3 separate regions of the Ovis aries genome follow, and regions 2 and 3 are each linked to region 1. Evidence: chromatin contacts called from public Hi-C data. All regions are on one chromosome and are shown on one strand. The core of a region is the stretch at or near the end of the contact, and the rest is flanking DNA. Distances in the headings are between cores, read along the strand shown.

Region 1 (4,590 bases), core at 737-3,236:
TTTAGGGAATCACTCTTAATTTTTAAAAACTATTATTTTTAATACCTGCATTTTTATCTATGTTTCTGAAGGAAGTGAGAGATAATGAATTATAGATAAGAAGAGTTTTAAAGTATATTTTTATGATTTTACTGTAAATTCAAGTTCTAGGTCTCCTGAAAGGAATTTTAAAAGATAATAAATTCTACAGGCAGTTTTTAAGGATTAATGTCACCATTTGGCTTAGTAATACATCCCTTTAGTTTTTAAAGATTGTTAGAAGTGTTTGTTTTAGAGGTCCTAAGAAAAAACAATTCTTCTTAAATTTTTCTTATATATTCCCCACTTTGGGCAATGTTTCAACACATTCAGAAAGCAGTCAGATTCTGTAGAACATTTTCTCAGTCTGATCATTTGACATTTCATAGCTCGCATCAGTATTTCATTATAAAATCAAACTTCTTTTCCCTTCAGTTTGAAGCAGGGGCCTTTTGTTATTACTGTCATTTCTGTATGAAATTTATTTCCTAAGTTACAAGTAACCACATCATCCCCTTTAAGGAGGAAAAAACAAAAAAGAGCCCTTCAAGGAACGCCTGGTTCTCCACACTTGATACTAATCCAGTGATGAAAGTTCTGGACTTGAAGTGTGTTGGTTTGGCTCACTGTTGGTCACAGTTGGTTTCTTGTGCTGGGTTTGGTGTTCATATGCCTCCCCAGGCTCGCTCTTTGTGCCTGGACTCACTGAAATTTCTTAGAGGCTTACATTTAAGGACCCCACTTACTGCAGTCATTCCTCGTGCTTTATTGCTTTTACAAGTGGTCTCGAAACCCAGTACTCGAGAATAAACATAACAGCGCAGTGCTGCTGTAGCACTTTTAAAAATTCTTCTTTGCTCTATTTTGTCAGTGAGCTGATGAGCAACCTCAAAAAAAAAAAAAAAAAGACCCTGCTGGACCTTTAAAAAAAAAATGGCTTCCTCTGATGTCCTAGAGACAATAATTATGATGTGCTAGTTAAGCCCAAACTACAGCTGAGGGATTTTACTTTAAAGCAGCGGCTTGGGCGCAAAAATGCATTTATAGCTCTTTGTCTGCACCTCATTATGTGTGGGCCTGATTCATTAAGTAATTGGTTTGCAGTTGTTTACATGAGTATTAAGGCCTTCCTTTCAGCCGCCTTTGAGAGATACATTGTGCAAATGTTGCCTGTGATGAATGCAGAATGAGGGCCAGAGGGTCCGTCCTATTGGCTAAACAGTGCGCTCTGTTGAAAAGCCAGAGAAAGGGATTGGGCGCTGCTTTGCATAGCAATGACTTTCTTAATAAGCGTTACAGATTAATACACACCAGCTATAAAAGATGCAAAGAGATACTCTTAGCACATTTATCCCTGCTCATTTCATTGTGATGGTGGTGGGGTCCCTGTGCTTTCATATTCCGTTTTCCCGAGCCACGGCTTCAGTGCCTGAGCGTAATAGAATCCGATGTTTATTGTATTATAAATCACGGGCAAGTAGGCAGATCGGCAACAGTTTATTATTAAAGATTCTTTCAGTGTAAATCTTTTCTCCCATTGTATTTGCCTGAGCAAAATCATTTTGTGGTTGAGTGGGGATGAAAGGCATAATGTACGAAGGAGTGAGTCCTAATAGGAAGCTGTTCTCCGAGTAAAGACCACTTGTCCCCTTTTGTTCAGGGGTGCATGCCGGAGCTTCCTCTCCTCCGCAAACATTGTCTCGCCCCACCTTCCCCAGGAAGCCGTTTCCACTCTCCCGGATCCATGTATTCAACTGAAGAGAGTATTTTAACCGCCTACCACGTTAACTGCAGTTTACTGCCTGGATCTAGATAACCTTTACCGAAAGAAAAGGAAGTGTGCTTGTAACATAATTGCCTAGGGAAAAGGTAGCAGAAGTCACCCGGCTGCCCCACCCTGGCAGGGCCCGCTGTGGGTGGTTTTCAGGGCCAGCCCTGCGGCCCCGGGAGCGGCCGGTGGAGGGCGCCAGGCAGCAGCCGTGCTCCAGTGGGACCATCCTGGCTCTGCTTGCCTGGCCCTAGGGCCACTTCCCCTGGAACGATCTGAAGATCACAAGGAACTCGTAGTCCAGAGAAACAAACACAAGGTTTTCCTGGATGGCCTTGAGGTTCTAGGGTAAAAGCCCCGCGTCTCTGCCTTAGCAAGTCTACATTCCCCTTAAATTCTACCAAAGTAGCAGCTTCCTAAAGATTCCACATGTTTCTCTTCATAAGCCCGCCTACTTTACCCCCACCCGCACTTCGCCTTGGCCTGAAAGAACAGTCTTTGCTTGATTGGCTGAAGGGAAGGAGTGAGGAAATTGACCCCTAAAAATGGCATCTCCTGCAGGGCCCCTGGTTGACCGTCAGGGGGCGCTCAGACTTTGTCTAATTAAAGCTCTCCGCCTTCAGTAGACCTCGAAAATTTAAAATCAAGGATTCACAGTGGTTTGTTGGCACGCTGATTGGGATTTTTTTTTTTCTTTGTTTCTGAATTGTCTTTTTGCCTTATATTTTTCCAGAAATATGTCCGGAGGAAAATTCTAGCTGAAGACGCTATGTGAGACATTTTAACACTGATTTTAGCCAGCAGTCAAGATCATTAGAAATTACAGAATTCAGAGTCTAGAGACCACGTCTTCTCATAAGTCAGTTATTCTTTGCTGGCTTTTGATCAGACCCTAGAACTGCAAGGACTCTTCCCACGGTGGTAGGGGGGGGGGCTTCCTCATCGTCCCCAGCACCAGAGACCAAATTCTTGGCAGGACCCTCGAAGTCTCACTGCTACACTTGATGGACGTGGCCTCAAAGCCACAGTAACTTAGGTATGTTTGTTAATGGGCTATACATACAATTTTCTTTCAAAAATATGATACTGACCATGAGGTTGAGAGTCAGTGTGTTACTAATATTAGAACCTCCCCAGCTCTGAGGAGCTCCTGGGGCCTGCTCCACCCTCACTCTGCCCACCCCGCCAAGCCTGGGCCTGCCTCCCGGGACCCTGTGCTCACCTGACAGCCCTGACACCCCTTCACGAGCACAGCGTGTCATGAGCCCTGGTGTGACTTGATAAAGAATCTCTTAGGAACCCGTAGAGCTTCCCTGGTGGCTCAGATGGTAAAGAATCTGCCTGCAATGTGGGAGACCCAGGTTCGATCCCTGGGTTGGGAAGATCCCCTGAGAAGGGAAAGTCTGCCCACTCCAGTGTTCTGACCTGGAGAATTCCATGGACTGTATAGCCCGTGGGGTCGCAAAGAGTCGGACGGGACTGAGTGACTTCCACTTTCATGTTAACTATGTAGACTATTTCTAGCACTATCATTACCTTTTGTTCATAGAACATGAACAGTCGATAACTGTCAATTACAGCTGTTTTCTCTAGTACCCATGTCAGCAGGATCACATCCTAGGTGCTCACAAGATGCTGTGCTTAGAATAAGACCTGCTATTTAAGACCCTGGCCAACCTTAACTTCTTACATGTAGCAGGGCTGAAAACAAAAGTGATTTTGATGAGAGTTGTCCCAATCGTGTGTCCTAATCCCTTATCAACAGCAAGGGAATGTATAAACAACATGGGAAACTGAGATGGCTTGATGGACAGACAGAGGGAAGACTTGCGATGAAGCCAGAGTGGTGGAATGTTGACAGGTGGGCACAGGGTGCTCCCTGTGCGGAGGGGGAGGTGCCACCCTTCCGGGACACAGTGCAGAGACGCTGTCCTGTTGGAATGCGACCAGTGGGGCGTGGCCATACCTTAATCCACTCAGCTGTCCTGGTGTCTGACCTGAAAGAGCTGTTTGGAAATAGGACCTCCAGTCGAATGGTGAACTTCTAGGGGAAAAAAAAAAGAACCCACAAACCCTGCCCTCTTGGACTGCAGGAGTCACCCACGAGGCTGGGGAGGGCAGACTCCCTGGTTTACTGCCTGGGCATGAGGCCCTGCTTCCTGAAGGCCTCAGTGGTCCCAGCCCTGGGCCTCTGTCTGGTTCTGGGTGCAGCCTGCAGGCTGAGAGAAGTTTTACATTTTTTAACAATTGAGAAAAATTCAGAGAGAAATAATGCTGCCTGACACTTGAAAGTTATATGAAATGCAAGTTTCGGCACCTCTATGTCAAGTTTGATCAGAACATAGCCACATCCACTAGTTCACACACTGCCCGTGGCTGTCTTTGTGCTGCAGCCAGAGTCAAGTAAGTAGTTGACGGAGACCACACACCTGTGCCATTTACCATCCATAGCTCACCTTTGCTGCCTCTGCCACACAGACCAGAGGTGTGACGTCCACACTGTTGGGGAAGTTCAGGCCGTCGGGGTCCACATGCGTTACATCTGATGGAACACAGGGACCTAGCCCATGGCCTGTAACCTGAACTCTTGTATTCTGATGCTTTGGGGAGTGTTTTTGGTTTGGGTTTTTCTCTTACGGTACCTTACAGTAATGGGTGCACAAGATGGCTCTGTCCGCACCCAGGAGATTCCTCACACCATCCCCACTGGCCTTGACTCTAAGTTAGCTGTGGCCCAGAGAAAGAAATGTGGACCCTGCAAATCACATGTAATAACCAACCTTGCGTTGCAGTGTCACGTCGAC
Region 2 (4,590 bases), core at 898-3,397, 210 kb after region 1:
CCCGAGGACATAAACTGTAATAGAAATTAGGATTTCTCTTTCTATTAATCAGCCTCATTGTGTGGGCGTAAGACCCGGCGGACATATGTTAGGACTTTGATAAATGTGCTTTAATGAGATCTTTGAAAATGCATCCAATAAAATAAAAGGCGAGAAAAGCCGTTTAACTTTCATGGATGTTAAATTGAACAGGAAATGTGGCTCGGGGCGCGCTGCAAAATGGAACGGGCCTTCCTCCAATATTTTCTTTAAAAAACGTAGCTCTAAGCCCCCTTTAGGCCAAATGAGCCCATCTCAGCCAATCCATTGTCACCGGTTTATTGGGGAACCAAACGCCACGTCCCCCCGGGCTCACCCCTTTGCTCTATTCGTTCGCGCTTCTCTAATGATTAAATATGTTACAACGAGATTACGCAGCGTCAGTGTTGCCTTCAGGAACGTTCTTCCAGCCAAGCTCGACCTTCCCCCCCATAAGGGTGATTTCAATGCAGGAGATTTGGGTTTCTCCAGAAAACACGACGCCGAAAGCACGTTCTTATCTGAATTTACTTCTTAACACGTGACAAAATCATTCCCAGAAGACTTCGAAAAGCCAGCGGCCTCTCCAAACGGGTTAGTACTCGGCACTTGGAGCTGGGCTGAAGGCTCGGCGCCTTGTTGCCCTCGCCAGGGCGTAGAGGCCGCGCTTCCAGCCAGCGCGGAGCCTGCGAGCTCAGCCTGGAACGCGGGGAACCAACTCTCGAGGGTCCTCCAGCACCGGAGAGAAGGGATTCCTGGGGCTCTCTCATTTCACCAGTCTGAGCCCCCGAGGTCCACAGATCTCCGCTGGATGCACGCCCCCTTTCCATCCCCGAGGGCCACCGAGATCGAGAAGGTGCGAGAGGCGCGCCAAAGGGCCTCCTCGCAGTGTGTGTGTGTTTGGGGAGGGGGGTGCAGAGGGGGCGCCCCTAGGAGACCAGGGCCTCAGCAGAGTTCACTGAGGCGCATTTCTGATCCTCTGGCGATCTCTACTGACACAAACGAGAACTGTCTGGCGCCTGGCGCGACCCCTCAAAGTCCTGGCTGGAGCCGCCTCCGCAAAGACCCCCACTGACCCCAGCTCGGTCCCCCATCCCTGGTCCTTCCTGATGGTGATTCCCGCCCCTCACCCTTTTCCTCCTCACCCCCCACCCCACCTCGTGGCCCAGTTCCGCCCGAAGAGCACCTCTTTCTCCAAGAGGCGCCATCTCCAAATTGTCTGGGGGACATCGCCTCCGCCAGCAGCCCCGGCCCGACGCGCACCAGGGAGACTTACCCGCGAAGGTAGGGCAGAGGCGCGCCGTTCCTGGCTGGGGCTGGGGCGGCCCGGGAACCTCCCGAGCCAGCGATGGGGAGGGGCCCGAGGCGCTCGGCGCGCCCGCTCCGCCTCCCACTCCCGGCGCTGCGGCGACAGCCCGGCCGAATCTCCTGGCGAGCCTTTATCTAGTGCCCCCCCACCTACCCGGGACCCCCCTCCTCGGTGCCCCTCCCCCGTCGCGCCCTCCCGGGCGGGGCTCCAAGCCCCGCCGCGCCGCTCCTCCCGGCGTTCCCCGGCGCCTGCACCTGCGGGCCTCCGGAGGTCCCGCTCCCCCGCAGGCTGGAAAGTGCGCCGCGGCCGGAACACCTGGCCTCGGCGGCAGGTAAAACTTTTCCCTCCCGGGGGGCGCGGCGGGCGGGGCTCGGTCCCACCCCGAGCGCCCCCCTCGTGACCCGCGGAGCCGGCGAAGGACCCGAGACGCCCGGCACTTGGCCACCTGCTGCTTCCCGACACCCTCCCCCCCATCCCCGAGCCGAGGCGAGAATCGCGAGTGGGGGCCGCTCAGGCAGTTGTGCGTGGGACCCCGAGACCCCTCTCCCCCACCCGGGCCCGCGCGTCAGGGTCCCGGCCCCGAGGCGTTCGTGTCTCCGGCGGCGGCAGAGGCCCGCGCTGGCTGCTGGCGCGACAGCTGGGGGCGGTGGGTGGGGGCGACGCCGAGCTCCGGTACGACTCCTCGCGCAGCAGCGCACCCTGAGATCCCGACCACCCCGGACCACGCGCGAGCGGGAGGCTCACCTGGAGCTGCGCCCGGAGCCCCGGCCAGCGGAGCACGCGGATCCCCGGCCGCTCTTTATCCCGAGCCGCGGGCTGCTGCAGAGCCGCGGGCGCACGGGCGCTGGCGCGGCGAGCGCTCCCCCTCCCGGCTCCGGCTCCCGGCCCGGTGGCCCCACCCTCCGGGCTCCGGCCCCGCGGCCGCCGCGCAGCCCCAGCGGAGGGGGCCGCTCCCCAGCGCCGCGCGCTCTGTTTGTTTTCCTTGCCCGACTGACGTGAGTCAAAATATTGGCCATATGTTCAGCGGTAATAAATTGGGTATGAGCGCAAACACACTTGGGCTTCGATGGCTCTTTCAGCTGCCACATGGCCGGCTTGGAAGGAGGGGGGCTGCCACCTTGCTGCGACCCCCATCCCCAAACAGGCGGGTGGTCCCTCTCTGGAGGGCCCCTAGGAGCCGGAGACCTGAGACCCCAGGCCTCGCCTCTCCCTCGCCCCTCCTCCGTCCCCAGCGTGGTCTCGGACCCCTCAGCTCCAGGCGAGCCCGGGCTGCTGCCTAACAAGGTCGCCATCTATAAATTGCTCGGTCGCTAAGACGCCATAAAACCGCAGGGCCAGATGTGGCACGTTATTCATGTGTGAAACCGCGTTTACACTAGATAGCTGATCCAAGGCCGATAGCGCGGCTCGGCGGGAGGTCATAGACCTCTAGCCCCAGGCTCCTGGCTCCTCCCCCCAGCGCACTCCCCGCTCCAGATTGAGGGGTGTAGGTCTTTCTGGGAGAGGGGTTCAGCCCTGCAGCTCAGGAAGAAAGTGATTGCAATGCATTGGTGCCAAGGTGCCACCTGTCCAGGGTTAGACGCCGCCTCTGGAGTTGATTTCTGTAGCTTTTCCGCTCCTTTTTTTTTTTTTTTTTCAATCTGGCCTGGGAGGCTGTTTTATGTTCCAGACGGTTGATACCTCCGGTGGGACTTTAGTCTGAACAGGAGAGGTGGTGTTTGAAAGCTGAAGATGTTCGGGCCCTGCAAGTCGGTGGGATTTTGGGGTGGGGGTGGGGTCTCCTGACCCCCTAGGCAGGATGTTTCTGAGGAGGAGGCAGAGATGGAAGTGGAACAGTCCACTGACTGAAGGAGGACCTGAGATTAGTCCTGCCTCAAGCCTGACTGTGGACTGCAGTGTCACATATCAGCCACCTTATTTAAATTAAGCGGCAGCTGAAGCACTCAGACAGAGGCAATTCTGCATTGGACATGAAATCAGAGTGGCCCCGTGTGATTCCGGAAAGGGAGGTCAATATGGTGCAGTAATAGAAGACAATTGTCTCGTTTTTCTCCTCCAGAAGGTGGCCTCTGGACTGCACGTCCCCAAACTGGTCACCTCACACTTTACTCACATGAATTCATTAAGAGTCATCATCGCTCCTGTGCCATTACTTTGCTATTTCTTGAAGGGAACCAAATTCTCTCTGTGGTTAATAAGCACTGCGCTGGGCCCCCTACCTTCCTTTTCATCTTCAAAACACCTGGGGTTCCCTGAATGACATCCTCCATTTGGCCAAGGAAAATCAGAGATGAAAAATGTTGCCCTACTGCAGGGAAAAACATAAGCATTTGACTTCACTATTACAAGTTACCTTGGGTCCGTGTTCACTGGATAACTGTCCTTAGTGGCAGTTAAGGGTAGAAAAATGATGCCGTTGACAGGGGTGGGAGAGAAGGGGAGAAGCGATGTGGGGTGAAGGAGCGGGAGGAACCCATGCAACAGGTGCAAAGAAGAGCTATGAAATGAACCTCTTAACCTTCAGTACTAACCACTACAAAGCCTCTCCGCACTGGCTCTTCTGGGCCTTACCATGAGCTCCCAGAAACCTTTAGTTACCACAGAGAACTCTGGGGCTTCACTCAAGCCTGCAGGAGTTGTTAATCTTGGAAAATTACTGCTCCATTTCTTTTTTTTTTTTTCTTGGATTTTAAGTCTTTATGGTTCAAAACAAAATCTAGAGTGTATTTTTGGGTTTATGTCACCTCCCAGTGTAAACGCTGTGATCCTGGTAAATCACTTCTTTGGGTGAAAATACTGCTTCACACCTGAAACTGGATGAGAGGGTTTGAAGACAAACCTTCATGTCTGTAGTCTTCACAGAAGGGGCATCTTTGTCTAACAAGAGGCTTGTGTGTTTTTTCCCTGTCCTTCTTCCTGATAACTGCTATGTAGTGAACAGGGACACAGACAATGAGCTTGGAAAGCCAGTGTTTGGTGGCCTCGGGTGGAAAACTAAGAGACATGAAGCAGAGGGTACATCACATCAGTCTTTATATGATTCCCTTTTGGGGAAAAACTCATTAAAAATAGCACATGTACTGGGGCATGAACTAGGCAATTGATAATAAAAATCCATTACAAAGGAAATGAGTGGGGAGCAGGGTTGTAATAAAATACAACTGTTGAGGTAAACCCATGCATTCTCCCCTTGGGCTTAACTAGCAACCCAGTGCTGAACTTGGCAGACTTAATTGTCCTCAGCCCTAAACAGATTTCAAGCA
Region 3 (4,590 bases), core at 991-3,490, 190 kb after region 1:
GACCTTCAACTGCAGCATTTCAGGTTGGAAGGAGCTGGCTATATGACTGCTGGAGAAGGGCCAGCCATTTCTGAAAGGTGCTTTCACAGTTGAACTATCTGGTGTCTGAAACAAAAATCGGATTCCTTGGGCTTCGCCTTGTATATCTACCCCCATCCTCCCAACTTTTTATGGTATATGCCAAGGCCATTCCTTTATGTTGCAGCTTGCAGAGCTAAAGAAACATGGAGAGGTCTGGAAGCAAACACTTAAGTAAAATGCCTTTAATACTTCTTGTAAATTTCTCAGGTTAAGACCAGCACCAGAACCACAGAACATAACTTATTTTCTGTTTCCCACACATCAGGTAAAAGATGGATAATCATTTAAAGATACAAATATGAAAGTGAAAGTTGCTCAGTCCTGCCTGACTCTTTGCAACCCCATGGACTATACAGTCCATGAAATTCTCCAGGCTAGAATACTGGAGTGGGTAGCTGTTCCCTTCTCCAGTGGATCTTCCCAACCCAGGCATGGAACCCAGGTCTCCCACATTGCAGGTGGATTCTTTACCAGCTGAGCCACAAGGGAAGCCCAAGAATACTGGACTGGGTAGCCTATCCCTTCTCCAGGGGATTTTCCTGACCCAGGAATCAAACTGGGGTCTCCTGCATTGCAGGTGGATTCTTTACCAACTGAGCTATCAGGGAAACCCAAAGAGAAGATCCTTTGGCAATTGAAAATCAATTGCCGTTTGTACCCTTCATCAGTCTGGGGGTGCGCAGTGTGCAGAGGGGAGCTGTGTCACCAGAACTGGGGAGATAGCAGGCCACAGGCCTGGAGCTGAGAACAGACTCGGAGGACCCCCAGCCTGTTCTCCCTCAGTTTGGGGGGCACACTTGCTGGCCCAGGATGGCCCCAGAGAGGGAGCTGCAGTGCTGGCTTCTCTGAGGGAGTCAAGGGGCTGGGACCTGAGGGCTGGCTGCGGGCTGGAAACCCCAAACTCTGCTTTGTGGAGGAGCTTGCCACCCAGCCATTTTCTGCAGAACAGGAGGGAGCCTCCGGGCACCCCCACCCCGCCCCTCCTCTCCCCAAGTAGCACAAAGCACCTGCTACACCTCCTTCCACCCTCTGGACCACTTCTTTGCCAGGACACTGCCTGGTTCCTAGGGGGTAGGTACTTCATGGAGACCTAGTTTCCTCATCTGCAGGAGCACAGGTTAGGGGTGATAATCAGATAAGATGATGTAGGAAGAACAGCATAAGATGTATAAGATGAAGTAGGCAGCAGCGGATACTCAGTAAACGGTGGTTGCCACGACCTCCTGGTATGGGGCTGAGGTCAGAAAACCGGGTTTCCCACCATTCACCCTACAAGGTGAAACAGCAGCAAAGGAAGGGGTGGTGCTTTCTCTCACCTAAGTCTTTCAGAAACATCCCCGCAGGAGGGAACACTTCGGGGGTGATGGAAATGTTCTGCGTCCTGATTGTGGGGTGGCGGTGACACCGGGATGGCGTCAGCAGCCGGGAGGAGGGAAAAAGTGCCTGGGCTGGGTGGATATACCTTTAGACTCTTCTATCACAGCTCCAGGCGCCGAGTTCAAGGGCAGAGAGTTTTAACTTCACTGGAATCAAGGGCAGAAAGTTTTAAAGTTTCTGGAATTAAGCCTGAGCAATCTTTCCTGCCTTCTCCCAAATAAGTGGACACACCACCCGCACGCCCCAACCCTAGCGTAAAGGACGCCTCACCCACCCAGCTCCTGTCCGCGGGTGTCCAAGCTCCACTGCTCTGACAGTCTGGAAGGCGCCCGCCGCCGGCCTTTTCTTATCCAATTGCGCCACCCCGCGGACACCCTGGGCACTGCCGCCTCCCCGACTTGCCACCCCCCCTCGCCGCGGGTGTGGAAGGCGGGGGGTTTCAGAAAGTAAAGGCACGCACGTGTGGGAGACTCGCGCTCCTCGGACGGGAGGCAGTTTCACGACGGGTATTCCCGGGACAATCAACCAAACGCGCTGCAGCTGGGGTCCCTGGGCTCGGCGGGCGGACGTGGCCGCATTGAACCAGTCCAGCCCTCAGCCCGCTGCCCCCCGCACCCAGCTTCTCAGGAGGCACCCAAGGGCCGACATCCTTCCTACCCTCGGCGAATCCGGAGCTCCCACCGGGGCCTCAGCGCCGGGGGACGGCTCTGAACCGGTGTGGGGGGCGCCGTCCTGCCTCCTTCGCTCGGACCCCAGCGTCCGGCGTCGGCGCGCCGTCTCCCTCTGGTGGCCGGACGGCGAGGCTGCATCGCCCACCTTGAGTTCCCCGGAGCGGCCAGCGGCTCGGAGAGCTCACCGCCCACCGTGCGCCCCCCGGAGCGGCCCGCCGCACCTACACCGGATTGGGATCGAGGACCAGCGGTAGTGGCTGCAGCCCCCGACTCGGTGGTGAGCGACAGGTGAGAGTCTCTCCTTCATAGGACACTGCCCTCCCCCCGCCCCCCACTCCAAGCCCAGCCCTCCAGCCCTCCATCCGAATCGGAATTCCCTTTCAGCATCGCTCTTTTATTCCCTGAAACACTTGGAGCCACCATTCGCCCGCCCTTACGGGGACCGACACGTGCGAGGGGTCGGCTCGAGGTGGTGGACCCCACTCCCTGAGGCCCGTCGCGGAGCCCTCCCCGTGGCCAGCGCGCGCCTGGACCGCAGGACGGCTTTGCTGTTTATGCACAAATGTAATGCAGACTGGGGCACGTCCTTGGAGGGAGAAGGATGGAGGGAAAATTACGGTCGAGTAAACGAGTGGTCCGCAAACGTAGGTGGCCCCATCGACGAACGGCACCTGCCGAGCTCGCCGCCGATTTACACACTCTAATCCGGGTTCGGAGCCGCCGACTCCTCACTGGGCCTGGTTGCGCCTTGGTGGAAAGGCGGTCGGGGACCTCGAGGAGGGGCGCGGCTGCCTCCCGGCGCTCTCCCGGGGCGCGGAGCGAGGCTGGGCGCGCCGAGGGGCTGGAGCGCCTCCTTGCGGCGGCGCGCGGCCCACCGGGGGTCTCCTGCCCTCTATCCCGGCCCGTGCGTCTACGGGTTCCCTGGCGCGGCTGGTGGCCGGCGGGCCTGCATTTCTTGACTTGCTCGGGTGGCGGCGCCGAGGCCTAGTCGTCTTTTTATTAATAGTGATGCCCCGGGAGGAAGCGGGGGGTGGGGGGGGGGGGGGGACTGAGTCCTTAAAAACCATACAGGATGGATGGGATAGGAAAGTGTGTGTGTGCGCGTATGTGTGTGTGTGAGAGAGAGAGAAAATTGGGGCTTTGGTGAAAGCAATAAAACTCAGATCGCTTCCTTGGAGAGATAGCGGTGGCTATAATGCGCTGGGGGATCAGGGGTTTATTTGCAGATCCTGGATAAAAGATGATATATCGACACAGTTTAGAGTGTCATTGCGCTCGGCCTCTCAGGAAGCCACAAGTACATATTTCCTGAAATACCGGCCAACACAATATCTAATCCACACGCCACTTAAGCAGGGGAGAGGAACCTCGGCAACTCCAAAGTTCGCGTCTGGTTGCCGAGTTCTGGGCCCCGGAGACCCCACCCGGGCTGGATCGGGTGCACCCGGACGCCCCCTCCCCTAATCTTTGTCTTCAGGCCAAGTATCACTTAGTGTAGGGCCTTAATAAATACGTCTGAGAACTGTCCTTATGCTCGGTAAATATTGGATTAGCTTTTCAATGACCAGGCTCTTGAAAAGGCTGGAGAAATCCACACCAGGTCTCGACTAAGCCCAATAGTCAATAGGTAAGGAAAAGACTGTTTCCTTGGCTGGGGTTGGGAGTGTGGCGATGGGGGGGGGGGGTTCCTACTCTTATCCAGTTAGATGATTCTACTATACGACAGCAGTTCTGGAAAATAGAAAAACAAAGGGGGTAGTCGCCTGAAATTTGGATGAGCTGGACTTTCCACCTGGAAACCTTGATGGATTCTATTTCCATACAGCGCACAGCCTCAGCAAGAATTCGTTTTGTCTAACACGTTTTTTGTTTGGGGACTCCTTACCAGAATTTCTGACTTGGCTCTAGGGACAAGGTATCACCCAAAAGCTCTCTGACTGCCCCACTAAGTTCGGAGTGTTTAGGTGAGGCAAGCCCCACTCTGCCTCCCTGTTTTCCAAAGGCTACGATGTAGGAGACATTCAGAATTAAAGAGGAAGTCCCTTTCTCCTCCAGCACGGAGGTGCTGGTCGTTAAAGAAGTTTCTAAACCGGTTTCCCGTGGTAGCGCCGAGATGCCAGGAGGGTCTGGTGCATAATTTGAATGACAGGGGGTTGGTCACAGAGGGGTCCCGCAGGGTAAAAGCCGGCTCAGACCGGCTGCAGCGTAAATCGAGGGCTAAAGAGTCCCTTGGCGTCCCTGACCCTCTCCTGCAGTGCGAGGAGGGCTGGCTCCGTGCGCCCAGGCGTCAGGACGCGTCCAATTCAGGAACAAGAGACCTGGCTGTTCATCTACCCTAGAGCCGCGAAGCTGGTGGCCTCGACGCTTCTCCTGGCTCTGGGCACCTCGGTGTCCTCCTGCGCCTGGCACGGTCCACTGGCTTCTACTCCAGGGTCCTAGACAGGAGAGGCCTAGCCGCTAG

The links. Hi-C and Micro-C count contacts between places; a contact is called where the count stands out from the background.
Region 2: a Hi-C map of hypothalamus shows a contact between it and region 1, with 4 times the contacts expected there. The contact joins the promoter of NKX2-2 here to the enhancer-like site in region 1. A contact is called at or near these places in 2 of 16 Hi-C or Micro-C datasets (blood and hypothalamus).
Region 3: a contact with region 1 is called in a Hi-C map of hypothalamus, with 5 times the contacts expected there. The contact joins two enhancer-like sites. A contact is called at or near these places in 9 of 16 Hi-C or Micro-C datasets (blood, hypothalamus, liver and 3 more).

The regions. Positions count from the first base shown.
Region 1 is chr13:40,123,090-40,127,679 of ARS-UI_Ramb_v3.0, forward strand. All of the region lies in intron 10 of KIZ (kizuna centrosomal protein), which reads left to right. Among named protein-coding and RNA genes, the nearest start is that of XRN2, 50 kb to the right of the region's middle. Within about 2 kb of position 1,987, at least 16 of the 54 cell types and tissues checked have an H3K27ac peak or open chromatin away from gene starts, as enhancers often do. A contact at or near this core is called in hypothalamus, where this site is marked.
Region 2 is chr13:40,331,575-40,336,164 of ARS-UI_Ramb_v3.0, forward strand. It overlaps NKX2-2 (NK2 homeobox 2), which reads right to left and starts at 2,148. Exons shown (of 3, transcript XM_015099673.4): 1 at 2,072-2,148.
Region 3 is chr13:40,315,096-40,319,685 of ARS-UI_Ramb_v3.0, forward strand. No RefSeq gene overlaps it. Among named protein-coding and RNA genes, the nearest start is that of NKX2-2, 16 kb to the right of the region's middle. Within about 2 kb of position 2,241, at least 3 of the 54 cell types and tissues checked have an H3K27ac peak or open chromatin away from gene starts, as enhancers often do. A contact at or near this core is called in hypothalamus, where this site is marked.